2 separate regions of the Danio rerio genome follow, and region 1 is linked to region 2. The links are chromatin contacts, called in public Micro-C maps. All regions are on one chromosome and are shown on one strand. The core of a region is the stretch at or near the end of the contact, and the rest is flanking DNA. Distances in the headings are between cores, read along the strand shown.

What was found. A called contact is a pair of places that touch in the nucleus more often than the background predicts.
Region 1: a Micro-C map of caudal fin shows a contact between it and region 2, with 5 times the contacts expected there. The contact joins the promoter of pdp1 here to the promoter of l3mbtl1b in region 2. A contact is called at or near these places in 3 of 18 Hi-C or Micro-C datasets (caudal fin, embryo and hematopoietic stem cells) and 1 of 4 datasets of contacts at active chromatin or transcription factors (embryo).

The regions. Positions count from the first base shown.
Region 1 is chr16:29,939,991-29,945,698 of GRCz12tu, forward strand. pdp1 (pyruvate dehydrogenase phosphatase catalytic subunit 1) reads right to left here and starts at 3,857. Exons shown (of 2, transcript NM_001111158.1): 1 at 3,762-3,857; 2 at 1-1,951. The coding sequence starts at 1,924. The coding sequence ends at 365.
Region 2 is chr16:29,649,514-29,655,046 of GRCz12tu, forward strand. It overlaps l3mbtl1b (L3MBTL histone methyl-lysine binding protein 1b), which reads right to left and starts at 1,646. Exons shown (of 22, transcript XR_012392111.1): 1 at 1,535-1,646. sgk2b (serum/glucocorticoid regulated kinase 2b) reads right to left here. Exons shown (of 12, transcript NM_001076564.1): 10 at 5,239-5,394; 11 at 5,045-5,134; 12 at 3,995-4,667. The coding sequence ends at 4,518.

The sequences.
Region 1 (5,708 bases), core at 2,607-5,106, 290 kb after region 2:
AAAATTAGCTGAACCTACATTAGTCAATGTCACCAGGAGTTCCAATCTTGATTTATGGTTTGGTGGTGCAATTTGACCAATTGTGAAAGCGGTTCTGTAGTGGGCTCAGCATGACCTTTTCTGTTTAGCTTCATTCCACATATAACATTAGGATCCAACACAGCTCACAGCTGAGATATGATTCCCCTTTGAGGCAGCTGCCATGAATATAAAAGTGAGCATAAAAGAGTAATACATTCCACTGGTAAAAGGTAACGTTTTGCTGTGCTGATATTGTGGATAATGCAGCGTCGAGATTGTGCGTTAGATTAAAAGTGAAGATATATGTAACAGAGAGCGTGTGGGAGGAACAATCTGTCCTGTTCTACTGTCCCCCAATGACGTGTGGATTAAACTGTACTATAATAATTGTGATATCATCCCTATACATGCGAGCTAATTCCTCTGGCAAACTTAACATCTTTGACAGTCTCTCATGGTCCACCATTCCAAACTCATTACTCCCCACCGCATGCCTAATCAAATGTGTAGCTGCATTTTGGTCCTCAAAGGTGGAGGAGATGCGAGCCTTTCTCTCCTGCAACAATCCCTGCATCTGACCCAGGGTCACCTTAAAACCACCAACACTGACCGGCAGCTGCTGGTGCACCCCGGTGAGATGCTCCCCCACAATCCTCACCACCTCCTGCCTGTGCAGTGTTTCCCACAGCCCGTCCGAGCCCAGCACCAGAAAACGATCCTGAGGACGAAGGCGGTGTCGAGTAACCTCAGGCTCTGCTGTAAGGTAGGGTGGCGTGTGGTAGTTGGGTGGGATAAACTTGGCGTGCTCATTCTCATGGAGCTGATCCGGTCCCGACTCCAGAACACGTCGCTGCAGCTCGATGCTCCACTTGAATTTAACATCTCCAAAGGCTCGAAATGGCATGAGTAACCCTAACAGCCGATCCTGCTTCACAACAGTTTTGGCCTCAGAGTGCGGGTGCTCTGACCGTACACGCTGAACCTCAGATTCATTCTGCGCATTGTGGTCATTGGTGAGCGTGAGAGCAGAAAAAGAGCCATCGGGTTCTTGAACACCCAGGACTGCACGTCCATCTCCAGTGTTGGCAACATGGAGCTCGTTACCATCAATGTGTGCAACACATGCCGTAGCGCCTGAGAATGCCACACGAAGCACCCAGTAGTGCAAGAACGCATTTGGGTCACCAACTTGTGCTTCCAGGGAGATGTCATTGTCCAACCTTTTAAAGGCAGTCACAAGAGCTTCCGCAACCTCAGGTTGCTCCCCAGGAACGCTCAGATCCAGGAGCTCCTGCCAGTAAGTGCGCAGGCTGGAGAAGTAAAGGCGTGAGGCTTCTTTGCTGAAGTAGTCGTTGGGATGCTTGTGCCATTGTAGAATGGGGTGAAGAGGTCTTCCGTTCTCCACTGCGTTCTCAAGCTCGATCAATGTCTCATGTGGGAGCAATGAAACCGCGATATAATAGAAGAGCCGCTCGCTGAGTGCCTGAGCACAAGCACAGCCGGCGTGGCCATCAAATACGCCATAAAGCATTCCACGTGTTTGGAGGCACGTTGCTGCACTTCGCCGATCCTCAATGGGTGCGTTTGCTGGCAGCTGATTACTGTCAAAACCCATGACCGAGCTGAGGTTCTTGCCATCAAACTCAGGAACTTTGAAGTTGTACTCATTAGCCTTTAGGATGCTGTTAACCTGAGGTGGAGTCAGGTAGTAGGTGTGCCTTGCAGGTGAGGTCCTGTATCCCCGTGACTGGAACCGCCATCTTTGATCAGAGATGTGTGTCTGAGCTGCACTGGAACAGGGATGAGGAGTCTGAATGCAGATTTGGCATGTTATGGCTGGCACAAAGATCTGACCAAATCTCCTGCCATGGATGACCCTGAAAACCTGGGAGGTAGCAGCCATAATAATTTGACTTTACCCTCGAAGGACCTGCAGGAAAACCATAGCTTATTTACAAAATGAAACAAAATTCATTTTTCACTCTCTGTTTGAAATGTAGATTATTAAACCATTTTCAGATTCACAATTAAAATAGGTTTGACATCATTTTTTTCAAGTTCATGGCATAAAAGTCTGCAATTTATATCGCAAGTCTTCAGAAGATTAGTCTCATTGATCAAGACAAGGCTAAGGTCACGGCATGGAAAAGCCATTCCGTTCAGGATGGGAGAGTGACCTAAGGCTATTTATAGTCCAATGCTACTACATTCTTGGCATTGGAGACACTGACTGTCCTACTGGCCTGTTACTGTCTCCTGTAACATTTAGCTATTACATAAAGCAAAACTATTCTGTTTTATTAGTCACTATTTGTTAAAATGCAAGTGTTCATAAAAACAATTCCATTCAATTCAGGTTTGCAACATATTTAAAATAATTTCCGTTGTGTAATTTGCCTTCAACTTATTTTTATTTTAGCGTTTTGAGCTGCATTCTCTTCTTTCAGCTACTACAGTAATTTCAAGATGACATGTGGCATTATATGTAGTTCTTTATGTCTTAGTCAGAAATATGCATTTAAAGACTTAACATAATGCTAAGTAGTATTTAGTGATAATTACAACTTCCCCTAGTACATAAATGCATTTTACTAGTTGGAATCTAATAATTATGGTCATTCCAATATGGCATTAACACAAATTTATGTGTATATTTACAGTTTAACTTTTCTTGTAATATACCATTAAAAACATCCACACCATGTAATAACTTATGCAATTACAAGATGACAACACATGATGTTCTCGGAGATGTTCTTCATCTTCAAAATTATGCATTCATGGCAACACTATTAATGAATAAAATTGCCTAAATTAACCTGTAAAAAGCAGGGTTTATTTTAATTAGGAGGATTTCAAGATACTAAAGACTTTTTTTCTGCACTAAAACTTGCACAGATTAAAAGTTCACCTCTGGAACGACAATATAGGCTTACAAAGAAGTGTCAATATAAAATTCCCAATGACTCTAATTTAAGAATTGTATTTAGAATTTAGTGGCACTGATGCCAAATTTAGTTTCCCAGTGATGGGTTGCAGATGAAAGGGCATCCGCTTCCTAAAAACATATGCTGGATAAGTTGGCGGTTGAATGATGCCAAATTTAATCTAAATATTGTGATTACCGGAAAATTTGGAACTTATATTACAATTACTTTTACTTTTAAGATCTTCAATTCCAATTGGTTTTCTCTTTTAAAAACAGAAATACATCAAGTATTCAGCCAGAATGGATACAGGGAGGTAGTGGCAAACACTAAAAACACGTTTTATGTCGTTCTAATTAAGGAGCTAGTTTGAATGCGATGAGCTGTGCAGCATGCTAAATACCGTATCATGTGTCAACGTATTTCCCCTTAACGACAGTCCCAAAAAGAGAAAAGGCTCAGTGTAGTACTACGCCCCATCCACATCGGACCAGCCAGCCAGCATAGCTACAGCCCATACTCGCTACTAAGTTGCCATATTGTTTACATTTGGGCACAGCGACATACCAAACAATCAGTAGCAATCACCACACAGAAATGCAATTCGATAACTGCGCGTGTATTTAAAGTGGACAAAACTTTTTTAGATAGTGCAAGTGTTGTAATCCAAACCCGTTTAACTGTGTGGCTATAACGCAGACAAGTATCAAACGCCAGTGCGACTAAATTCCGCCGTTTGGAATCCATTGCACATCTTCGTCAAGAGAATTGCATACGCGACTCTGCAGCAAAACAAAACCTGCGAATTCTTACCTGAGGATATCAGTGGGCGACTGAGTTTGTGGTCAGTGTTTGATCAGACTACATGAGTTCATACACACTAACACCCCGCCTGCATCTCTAGAGCCTAGCTCGCCTCCACACCCACCGCTATACGTAGCTGCCTCGTCATAAGAGGTGTCCTTTTTAACCTTTTATTTTCCGTCTCATTTAAAATTCTGCATAAATTTGACCCTGCAAAACATTTTCTTTACAGGTTTAGACAGGAAATTGATAAAAACTGTTAATTTTGTTTAACACAGCCAAAAACGGTACCGCATTGTCAATTCTCAGAAAAAATATTCAACATCTCCAAATTCATAATCTACAAATTATTGCCAAATTTTCGTTTAGAATACCAACGTGTTATTTTTGGATTTTTGAACTGTAACAAAAATTGAGAAGGAAGCTCATGTTATTAAACGTTTGATAATATGTACAAAGTAGGCCAACCATAAAACAGATGCAAATTTAATAACCAATAACATTTATACTGCTATACTAAAGAATTAGAACATTACGAACAAATTAAGCAAAGCACTATTAAGCCATTAAAGCTGTTTTACTTGAAACCTCTAAGATCATGCAATCCCACAAGGCATTTACCCTTTCTTAGTATACACATATATTTATTTGTCTTACTTATATTTTCTTTTTTGTACACTCTTGATCCTTCCTTCTTTCTTTCTTTCTTTCTTTCTTTCTTTCTTTCTTTCTTTCTTTCTTATTTTTTGTATAGTTCTGTACTTTGTTCCTTAAGCATTAATAAAAAAATAAAAACTTTTATTTTCCGGTGGACACAGAAATCAGTTCTAATCACTGTGAGATCATTATATGCTTTCAGCACATGGGTTGACTGCGTTTTGTTCAATTGGCTTTGGAGAACTAAAGTAAAAAAAAAAGTGCTGTTTTGCAGACATATATTCTAAATAAGAAGTTAAGAACTAGGGAACATAAGTAATTTTATGTGTGCAAGACCTACTATTATGAACCCAGACCACACCAAACAAATTATTATGCCCATACATTCTGATTATTTTTCAATGTTGATGATCTACATTTTTTGTATTGATAGGGAAAACCACGATGATCAGGATTATACTTTGGTGGTCCCAATTTTATTGTGATTTTCAATATATTGTAATGTATGTGATGATAAATTGTAATATAGCCTTTTCCAAATTTGAATGATATTTGGCAATATTTGTTTTATCTAACAGAAACATTTCTCCGTTTAGCTCACATAAATTTCATTACTGCACCACAAAATAGTTTTTTTTAAGCCGACAAACTGACTGATGTTTTATTGAAAACCTGTCATAAATGTTGCATGCATCTTCCCGAAATGGCATCATCTTTATTTTACTAACTTACTCCACGCTGAGGGTGACCCTGCTCAAAAGGTTCAACACAGCCATCCAGTGGATTGTAATGAAATTAATTTTAATAACCAACCAAACAGTAAAATAAAATGAAAAATTGCTGATTTATTGATATGGGGAAAATACTGTGAGGGCTGTATCTATATTTTCCCCCACCTCTTTCCTATCAAAAAAGGTGTGGAAGGCCCACAATGAGAATGCATGAAGAGTGTCAGCCATCATCATCAGCCATATACTTTGATAGTTAGGAAGGAGGGAGAATTGGATAAATATGCATAGAAATGCAAAATAATCTAAACTCCTGATAAAAAGGAAGCACAAAGTGAAAGAATTCATTAATTTATTTTCTTTTTCGACTTAGTCCCTTTATTAATCAGGGGTCGCCACGGCGGAATGAACTGCCAACATATCCAGCATATGTTTTATACAGCAGATGCCCTTCCAGCTGCAACCCATCACTGGGAAACACCCATACACCCTCATACACTACGGACAATTTAGCTTACCTAATTCACCTATAGCGCATGTCTTTGGATTTCTGGGAGAAACCGGAGCACTG
Region 2 (5,533 bases), core at 396-2,895:
ATCATGACATTTGTTGCTTCAAATATCGCTTGTCTTGTTTTTAATCACATAAGTTGTTGTTAAATGTTGAGCACCTCTTGGTGTTTATAGATAACCAACTGCATTTTGGGTCTCAAATATGTGCTGTGATTATGCTAGATAACTTTAAACGCAATATAATGTAAGAATATGATATAATTAGTGAATCATCACTGCTATTTGATAATAATAATTCTTGAAAACAATGACCACTGCACCAAGTCTGCACGTCAGCGATCTTCAAAGGCCTGATTATAATCACTTCCATGTGGCAAGTGTCGGAAAATGCACCAATACTTTTTAAGCACTACACAAGCAGATATCGTTTAAGCAATCAAAGATATCGTTTTCAATCATGAAAACGCTTCGAAAACATTGTTTGTCTGTGGATGATGAAACGACCGCAACTCAGGTTTACGAAACAACTGTGCGTCGCTTGTAATTCCATCTAATCCCGCTGGAGGGCGACTAGTGCTTACAGTACGGATTACACCAAGCACTTTCAGAAGGACAAAAATATGTATTTCAACATAGTTGTTATGTTAATTTGTACGAGCTAGTCATGTATACAGACTCGTACTGACACAATTAAACTACTTTGCTGCTTAGTCATGAATAAAACCGACGAAAAGTAAAGTTAGAAGAACAAGTTCGGCTTTTCCTTGTTTTAAAAGATTCTCCTTAAATCTGTGCTTTAAAAGCGGGCGGATGATCGCATAGACAAGTCAAAACGTGCGTACCCGCGATGAATTTGTTTTTAAATAAGAAATTGGTCATTTAAGTGCGTTATCATTCGTATACAACAAGCACTACTGTAATAACGTTCTTGACCTGTCGTTTATCATAAATCAAAATTGCATCCAAATCTCAGACTGTACAGTAACGGCACCCGGCAAACATCACATAAAAGGTCATCAGGTTTATTAAAAAACATTGTTTGAATATTTCAAGTGATGCCAGAATTTATTCCGAGCATAAATAAAGTGCAATGCGCGAGCGCCCATTATTAGCATTCGACTGACACACAAAATGGCGGAGCATAGCAAAGGGCCGCCGACACGTTTAAAGTATGTAAATTATAACAGTTCTCTGGACTGTTTCGCGTCGCTCAGACCTTCAACTAACCCTGGAAGGCCAAGTGTACAACTTGTTTTATTAAAACGCAATGTTTTCCCCTCCGATAAGAAACTCCTTACTTTCCCCTTGTCACGGAATGTCGTTAGCCCTACTGATAGCCCTGGCTAGCTGTAACATTAGCAGGGCAGCCTACAATAAACCAAATCAACAGTTTCACGTGCTTATCCGAAAGAAAAACATTCCCCGAGATACTTTGGATAAGTTGCCATTCATCCTGATATAAAAATAACAATTCGGCTGCACGCAGACACGAGGAAATAAAGAAATGCATGCTTTTAATTTCTTCTGCACAAACTTGTCACTTCTATTTATCTTTACGCTTTTTAAAGGTCGTTAAAAATCGCCGCAGTGGTTGAAAACTGTTAAACAACAAACGCACTCTGTGTTAGTATCGTTGTTTACTGCGTGGGTGACGACACGAACGTCATATTTATTGATAAACGTGCAACTCACCTCGTTTCTCTCTTAACTCTTATTTAGAGCTGGATGGCGGCGTTACTGCGCATGCGCCGATTCATATGTGTCGTCCAACTTCTATAGCCTCTATAAACTTCATCGCAACGTTTGTTTGTGAAGGATGCTCTTCATGATGCAAACAGTTAGACGAACTGAAGCACCTAGAGTCCTTACGTGACCCCAGAATTCGCTTAATCAGTGCGTGTTGCTCTAAGAAGGCCTTATATTAAAGATATAGTATGTGGTATTTGAATCTCCTTACGGTTTTGACGCTCTTAAAACAAAAGGAGTCCGCTTTATTCAAATGGGATCACTAATAGTTGTGTTTAATGTTTAATGTAACCTTGCAAGTGCGCGTTCACAGTAACGTGCTGTTGTTTTTAAAGTGTGAATTTGTAGCTCTTCTGTTTAGTCTTGGTATGGTGATCCTATGATTTGATTTCCTGTAACTATCACGTGTTCAGGTTTTACGCAGCAAATCTTTTTTTTTTAGCAAAAGGAGTATTACGGTCATATGTCTGATAATAAACAGAGAACTAGATATTATTCGCGAACCAACAGCGTTTCAACCATTAAAACGGAAGTTCATAATGTTCAAATACAATGTTTTAACAGCCGCATTGTGCAGAGAAAGTGCCGTGAAGGAAGAAAGCAAAGACACCACAAGATGGCGCTGTGAGCTTAAAAATTGACATTAATGTTGCGAGGTGAGTGTGGAGGAGCAGGAGAGACTGATAATGAGCTAAGAAAAATATTTAATTACTCAAACATAAGAATGTATGTAAATAAATTGCACTTGACGTTTGTCAAATGCTTAAAATAAAATTTAAAGTGTGCATTTAAATGATTTATTAATACTTTTTATTATTTCATAAATTCACGTTATTAAACAAGATGAAATAATTTAAATTAAAATGTGTATATGTATTTATAATTTAAAATAATAATGCATTGTTTTATTGTTTTATTAAATTACATTTATAAATGTTTATTATTTTGTCATTTAAAAAATTATTAATGTACTTTATATAGAATTTGTTTGATCAACGTTTTAAAACATTAATTATTTAGTATCTGTTTATGTCTGTTTAGTAATGCAAAAATACATTGTTATGTATGTTTTTTTAATGCATTGTTTTATTGAATGACATTTAAACACAAATTAAATACATTTAAATGCCTACTAATTTACCTATTTAAAGATGAATTATGGTGATGTAGTGGCGCAGTAGGTAGTGCTGTCACCTCACAGCAAGAAGGTCGCTGGTTCAAGCCTCGACTGGGTCAGTTGGCGTTTCAGTGTGGAGTTTGCATGTTCTCCTGCGTTTGCGTGAGTTTCCTTCGGGTGCTCTGGTTTCCCCCACAGTCCAAAGACATGTGAATTGAGTAGGCTAAATTATCTGTAGTGTATGAGTGAGTGTGTGTGGATGTTGTGTGTGTGTGTGTGTGTGTGTGTGTGTGTGTGTGTGTGTGTGTGTGTGTGTGTGTGTGTACATGCATACATTTGAAGTCAGAATTATTAGCCCCATTTAATTATTTTTGAAATATTTCCCAAATGATGTTTAAAACAGCAAGGAAATTTTCACAGTATGTCTGATTTTTTTTTTTCTTCTTGTTTTATTTGTTTTAATTTTTTTAAACACCATTTTAAGGCCAAAATTATTAGCCCCTTTACGCAGGTTTTTTTTTTTTTTTGATTGTCTGCAGAACAAACCACTGTTATTCAATGACTTTGCTAATTACCCTTACCTGTCTAGTTAACTTATTTAAAATAGTTAAGCCTTTAAATGTCACTTTAAGCTGTAGAGAAGTGTCTTAAAAAATATCAAGTCAAATATTTTTACTGTCACCAGGGCAAAGGTAAATCAGTTATTAGAAACGAGTTATTAAAAAATTATGTTTCAATTGTGTTTAGAAATGTGTTGGAAAAAATCTTCTTTCCGTTAAACAGAAATTGGGGAAAAAACAAACAGGGGGCTAATAATTCGGGGAACTGATATTTCTGACGTCAAATGTATATATATATATATATATATATATATATATATATATATATATATATATATATATATATATATATATATATATATATATATATATATATATATATATCGGGTATTTATTTATATACATTTTATAAGCGAATTATTACATTTAATGAACTGATTCTTTATTTTATTTTTAAGTGTTATTTCTGGCCTTCTATTGTGGAGCATGTTGTTTGGTTGAAGCCAAACTCAGAAACTATAATGTCAATGTGATTTATAAAAATAACATGAACACTCAAAACAGCTGAAGATTAATTTCGATGGTCCACTGATGACAGCTGTTACAAAATCATTGCAGGACAGCGTTTGCACAACAACGAAGAGTAGACCTAATGTTTCTTATGTAAACATAACTTTTATTTAAAACAAATTATCGAATACACAGACCTTTCATAACAAAACATATCCCATAAACGTGCATTGGCTTTAAATGACTGATTCTTTCTACCACGATCTTGACAGACTTTCATCACACTTCCCAGTTCCATCTTCAATCAATACATTTGCAGTTTATAATTCAGATTTAAAACTCTTTCCCTTTTATAGCTCAATATATTTCTTAAAGTCTTTTTCATCCTGCAGTCTCATTTTATCACAGTCAGAACGCCACTCAAATTGTGTTTCTGTTCAAATCAATTGTTTGTTTTATCAAATATATATTAAATAGGATTTTAAAAAGAATTAAATAGCATATGAATGTTTGCAAAACACAGTCAGTTTTGATAGAAACGTTGTAGTGTGCAAATGCATTGGTCCAGCTAACCTAAAAAAATGAACTGTGCTTCAGTGTTTGCAAAAGTTAAAAGTCATTAGAATCTTTTTTGGACAAAATGTCTATTGGTCTGACAGAATTCTGTCTTAGTGTCCACGCGTGAGTGAGAGAATGTTTTCATTGATGAAGGTGAAGCCAGGAAAGTTCGCTCCGTGATCCTCACAGGCTCCGAGTGAGTGTGGAACAGGAAGTTCAGTAAACCGAGGGTCAATGTTCGTGAGGTCACCAGGGCCAGACTGAAATAAAGACATTCAGTACAAATGATTAACACAGTAACCAAGAGAAACTGTTTTTACTTCTGTGGAAAACAAATTTAGATATTTTGATGAATGTTTTGACAATCCATTGACAATTTAGACCCCGTTGACTTTCACTGTATGGATAAAAAACCCTGACATTTCGAAGAATGTTTTAATTAATACAGTAAAAGTCAACCTATTAGACCCCTATTTTTCTAAATATATTTTGATTAAAAATGTTGTCCAAACAGTGAAAGTGTACCTGTTGATTTTTTTGTATTAAAAGAATTGGGTATGATACATTTTCTGTTTATTATTTTTAAGTGAACAACCTAAATAAAGACAAATATCTAGTAAAAAAGAAAAAAACTCACCAGTACAGGAACATAAGGAGGCTGGATCTTCTTTGCAACAAGTTCATCCCACTGAATAGGTGAGAAGAATGCATGAGACTGCAGCTCAATCTAAAAGCCAAAAAAGAAATGACATTTAACCACTCTCGAGATAAATGAATTTGAGATTGTGTGCTTGTCCATGAATGTGTGTGTGTGTGTGCTTGTTGGGTTACCAGGTCACGTTTGGCTCCGAGTCTCTTGGCCCTGTCCCTGTTTAGCAGTCTCTTCAGCAGATCTCTGGCTGCACTAGACACCCCGGCCTTTAGTGCCAACGGCTGATAAATAATATTTCGGAGCATCTCAAGACGATCTGCATTGTAGAAAGGTGGCTGAAAAGAGAAAAGAGTGTGTTAAACACACGTCTCTACCTGTATTATTCATCTATGTTTCCTCTCAACAGTTTGGAATGATTACAATGTTTTTAAAAGAAGCCTATTCTGCTCCACAAGGCTGCACTAATTTGATGAA